Regions from separate parts of the Podarcis muralis genome. Here region 1 is linked to region 2. The links are chromatin contacts, called in public Hi-C maps. All regions are on one chromosome and are shown on one strand. Each heading gives the region's core, a stretch centred on a gene start, on an enhancer-like site or on the middle of the called end of the contact. The rest is flanking DNA. Distances are from core to core; before and after follow the strand shown. Region 1 holds the start of RFXAP (regulatory factor X associated protein). Region 2 holds the start of SPART (spartin).

Region 1 (2,700 bases), core at 163-2,662, 130 kb before region 2:
ATGGCATTCTGAAGTTATTTCAGCACCTCAAAATATACCTACTTAGAACAGGGGTGAGGAACCTGTGGTCCCCCAGGTGCTCATGGCCTCCCCCTGCCATCACAGGCAGCCAGCTAGCTGGGGTCAGAAATGATCATTCTAGCCATGGTCCTGCCGCACCTAGAAGGCCACAGGTTCCCATCCCGGAGTTGGTTGCTCATGTTCAAGGGCCAGTGATGGTACTACAGCTACACTGCTGTAAAAAGGGAAAGAACTCATTTTCCTGCTTTACACACCTCACGACAGAAAACTGCCTGCGTGTAGGTGCGAGGAGGAAGAGGGAACAAGCTTGTTTTGTCCTTGCTCTGGAGCACTCAAACCAATGGCTTCAAGTTACAGGAAAGGAGATTCTGACAAAACATCAGGGGAAACTTTCCGACAGTGAAGGGGGCGAAACGGTCTCCCTCGGGCTCTCCTTCCTTGGAGGCTTTTAAGCGGAGGTAGGATGGATACTTGAGCTGGGAGTCCTGCCTTGAAGGGGGTTGGACTAGAGGATCTTTGGGGGTCCCTTCCTACTCTGCGATTCTCTGATTCCCAGGATCCCAGCTCCAGAAATGCGCTCTTCTCAGCGGTTTCCCCGTGCCCCTCTCCTCACCTCGATTCTCGCGCTGCCTCCGGGAGAGATCCCAGCTCCAGCCTGCGCGGCGGCGGCAGCAGCAGCAGCTGTGGCAGAGCAAGGGGCGCCTCCTCCTGCTCCGCCTCCGCCACTTCCAGCGCCCCCCAAGGCCTGGTCGCTCTTCTTGCGCTTGTACTTGTCCTTGTACATCTTGTTGCGGTGCCTCTTGCACATCCAGGGCTTGCGCTGCTTGGCCACTTGCGTGGTGGTCTCGCTGCAGCCTTTGTAGGTGCAGCTCTTGCAGCCGCCGCCTCCTCCTCCTCCTCCTCCCGACTGGGCGCCGCCCTCCTCGTCGTCGTCCAGATCCTCCAGGCCTCCGCCGGGGCTGCCGGCGCTGTCGCCTCCGCCCCCCTCGCCGTCCGCGTCGCCCCCCGCCGCCGGGCCCAGCTCGTAGAAGACCATGAGGCCCGAGGGCGCCTCCGAGGCCCCCCGCGACGGCGGCTGCGGCTGCCGCACCACCTGGGGCTGCAGCAAGGCGCCCACCGCCTCCCCGTCCCCGCCGCAGGGCTGCATCACCAGCAGCGTGAGCGGCTGCGGCGGGGAGGGGGAAGGCGACGACGAGGAGAAAGCGGCCGAGCTGCCGCTCGTGTTTCCGGAAGGCTCCGTCCCTCCGGCAGGCCTCGCAGCCAGGGCCTCTCGCAGGGCCCCTCGGCTGCCACAGCAACGGCAAACGGGCGCCACGGGCCGGGCGCTGACAGGTTGGCGGCTACTACGCACGCGCGGCGAAGGCGGCGCGCACGCGACCTCACCGCCTCCTTTTCCCCGGAAGCTCACTTAAGCGCGCAAGCGCAGAGGCGGCGACGGCGGGGCTTTCTCTCCCGCCTTCTCCGCTTGCGCGTGCGCATTGCAGGCCCGACGTCGCGCATGTTCAAAAAAGGCCGCTAGGGTAAGCGATCTCCTTTATGATATTGGAGTTAACGGGAGGATTCGTCGCGCGCATGCTCCGTCGCGTTGGCAGCCTGTTCGATGGGCGAGTGGGAAGCGACTGGGCTTCTAATAGCGGGGTGGGGAAAATCGCTTAGTCGGAAGTTCCACCAACTTCAGTGTGTTTTACTTCCCGGTTACAATGTAACAGTTCTAATCAATCAATCATTTTATTTGTAGTATGCCGCCTTTTCATAGTTCGAACTCAAGGCGGCTTACAACATAAAAAATTGACATAACTGCAAATATAACAAAAGAAGTCATAAACAAAACATGACCAAATTGAACAATTTCCTCATAAATGGTAAAATCCAGAATAAAGATACTAAACATTAATAGCAACAACAGCAACAGCTGCACAAAAAACAACAACCAAAAGAAAACACAACCCAAACAACGCCCCAGCCCAAGAGCCTGTTCAGCAGCTTTAGGTTTTGTAGTGGAGTCCGTCAGGGACTTGGTGGGGAAAGGCCTGCAAGGCAGGCAGCAGTCTTCCAGGACTCTCAGAACATACGGTTTCTTAAACAGATGCAAAGTTTACCCACCAGGAGAAGCAAAAGTGAAAATGGAACTAGAGGGGACTGTCCAAGCTGACTGCAGTGGAGAATGCACAAAATGTCTGAAAAAGGTATAAGACATTCTGAAACCTCCTGAAATCTTGACACAGCTCAGCAGAGATTGGGGGTGGCGTCCAACCTTTGTAAAGTGTAAAGGACCCTTGGATGGTTTAGTCCAGTCAAAGGCAACTATGGGGTGCAGCACTCACATTTGTAACAATATAGCGCAGCAGGTTGGTGTCATAATGTTTTCTAAACTGTGCGTTCACTCCTGGGCAGAATATGTATCTTGTTGCATCCCTTTAAAGCCAACAGCTTTGTTGCAACACCACAGAAGAGAATAGGCATGCTATATGTGTGTGAGAGTGTACAGAGATATAGTTACATAATTTTATTATATAACAGCTTTATCAAACAATGAATATAAAATTGAGTGGATCACATCTCAGTCAGTACACTACATGGAAATGATCACGTGTCATCTTGTCTAACAGCAAACACTAGATGCATTATTTTATTTTGAGAGCTCATGATTTGCTTTATGGCTTATGCATTTTAAAGTGG
Region 2 (2,700 bases), core at 55-2,554:
AACTACATTTGTGAGAGGGTTTTAATCCACCACTTCCCCCAAAACTACAATTCCCAGAGTTCTGGGGTGTAGCGGCAGCCTTTATCCAATTGCAGATGGAACGAATTCATTTTTGTTTTGCCGCATGGATTTTGTTGCTGTGGTTATTACTGATCATCTCAAGCTCCCATCAGGGTCAGTGTTTCCCAAAGTGAGTGATATTTCCCCCTGGGGGTGGTGCTGGAACAATCCAGGGGCCATGTAGCAGCCTTGTGTGCAATTGGGGGCCACTGAATAAAAATAAGAGGGCAGTGGAAGTGTAAAGAAGAGAAGAAAATGTTGAAAAACTGTTCATACATGTTTCATCTGTTGTGTAATGATGTTTACTGCCAAGTCGAGTACAGTTGCGGGACGGTGACAATGCCCTCCCTTCAATGTGTCCTATTCAGGGTTGGATTTAGGTTTGATGAGGCCTTAAGCTACTGGAGGTAATGGGGCCCTTTATATGTCCAGCTGTCCTTTGTCAACAACAAATTGTCACTGTTTTTTGTGTTGAATATATGCTATATAGTAATTTATTGACCTGATAGGTATCTAAAGCCACTTGCATATGCAGAATGTAGGCACCCTATATATAGAAATGTGCAAACCAGTGATATTTTAGGGAGCAGGCGGGGCCCATTACTTACATACAAAACAGTGTTGCTGTATGTAGGTTTTATTTTATTTGTTTTTTATCTTATATTTTGGAAATGTACATCCAGTTTTTCTCCCTTTAATTTTTTTGGGGGGTCCTAAGAGAGTGGCGCCCTAAGCTGTAGCTTAATTAGCTTATATGTAAATCGGGCACTGGACATCTTTCTTTATTATGTTGTAGGACTTAGGTAGAAATATAGATACATAAAAGAATGCAAATTTGTCACTGCATCTTTCTGTTTGTTCGCTTAAAGAAGGTAGATTTCTAGCGGGGCGCTGAGTAATCCCCCCGCCCTGAAAAGTGGGCGGTAGTAAGCCAAATAAGTTTGGGAACCTCTGATCAGGGTGATGGGAATTAATACAGTATTTGCATCGCGTTTTTCCAACCACAATCATCGGGCTCAAAGTGGCCCACAATAATCCATAACTGCAAAAAACGAAGCAAAACAAAAACCAGGCGTCGCTATCGCTTTTACATCAAACACAATTGCATATACAGTACTGTAAAGCGAACAGCGAACTCAGCAGAACTTTTTGTGTGCGAGCGCGCGCGCCGCAGAGCGCCCCCTGCCGGCCGAAGCGTCTGCAACGGAGCCCAGAAGCTTCTTAGTGGGCGGGAAGGCGGCAAAGGACAACAGGCCACTGACGGCAGCGGGTCACGTGACGCTGCGTGGGCCGAAGTTGCAACAGCTGGAGCGGAGCAGATATAGGCAGGAAGGGTCGTTTGCGGCGCGTGGCCGGGTGGGCGTCTCGCTGGAGCCTGGGAGGTCGCTGCTGCTCGCTTCCCGTGAGTGAAAGGGAAAGCCAGAACGAGGAAGGGCGGGGGGGGGGGGGAGTTCCTTGTAATTAGGGAGATCAATTCCTTAACAGATAGCATTCCCTTGCCTCCTGTTTCCAACCGCCTTTCCGTCTCCCCCTCCTTGATTCCCTGCGCGCGTGGAGCAGATCATTGCCGCCCTGCTGCTGAAAATGCACTCTGCGTATGCTCAGAGGCCTTGTTTTTTTGTGGGGGCGGGGAAGGATCTGGGCACTGAGTGCTGGTAAAACCAGGCAGTCGGTCCGTCTAGGTCAGTTTTGCTTACACTGACTGGCAACGGCTGTCCAGGATTTGGGGCAGGAGGAGGCTCTCGCCATCGCACCTGGAGGCGCCGGGTTTGGAACCGGGGACCTTCCGCTTGCAAAGTAGAGGCTCCGCCACTCCTGTCTCAGGAGGTTGTTGCCAGGTGTGTGTGTAAGAGAGAGGAGAGATCTTTGGAAGTAGCAGCCGGTTCCTTGGCTGGTAGTAACTTCCTAGTGGACTTTCTTCCTATCAGTCATACCGTCTTAACTCTGGGAGGAGGTTGTTGCTGGCCTCATGGGTGCCTGTGCCTGCGTTTGCCTTGCACCCTGGTGCCGCGGCTGTTTCGCTAGAATTAAGGCCACTGGGTTCAATGAGGTTTAATTCCCAGTTAAGTCTGTCGGGCTGTAAGGAGGGCTGCCCGTGTTCTGCTTGTTTACTCTGAAGCAAGTTCAGCAGGACTTTCTTCCCCCTCAGAAATGCACACAGGGCTTCAGACACATTTATTTGGAGTTTGTGTGTATGTTTGCTTTAGAAAAAGCTTCCTTGCACCTTCTTGCTTTTGTCTTCTAAATAGTGAGATATTTGGCTACCTTTGACACTGCTCATTTCATCTATAAATAGTATATATTGAAGGGGGCATTTTTTATTTAGCACATTATCATCATTATTATCAAACCGTCTTGCCCTGATGAGCAACCTGGCTGCAGAGATATGCGCCAGCTGAAATTTCCAAGCCACCTTCATAGGAAGCCCCATGTATAGCTCATTGCAGTAATATAACTTAGTTGCTAACAGAATATAGACAACAGAACTTAACAGAATATAGACAACAGAACTTAGCCTATCCCAGTCCAAATAGGGGTGCAGCTGAGTCACCAGCCAAAGCTGATGGAAGGCGCTCTGCACCACCAACGCCGCCTGAGCCTCAAGTGATTGCAATGGATCCAGAAGTTCTCACAAGCTGT

Evidence for each region. Hi-C and Micro-C count contacts between places; a contact is called where the count stands out from the background.
Region 1: a contact with region 2 is called in a Hi-C map of blood, with 2.5 times the contacts expected there. The contact joins the promoter of RFXAP here to the promoter of SPART in region 2. A contact is called at or near these places in 2 of 3 Hi-C or Micro-C datasets (blood and tail).

Annotation. Positions count from the first base shown.
Region 1 is chr4:30,253,160-30,255,859 of rPodMur119.hap1.1, reverse strand. RFXAP (regulatory factor X associated protein) reads right to left here and starts at 1,412. Exons shown (of 2, transcript XM_077927149.1): 1 at 635-1,412. The coding sequence starts at 1,168.
Region 2 is chr4:30,120,536-30,123,235 of rPodMur119.hap1.1, reverse strand. SPART (spartin) reads left to right here and starts at 1,304. Exons shown (of 9, transcript XM_028726506.2): 1 at 1,304-1,462.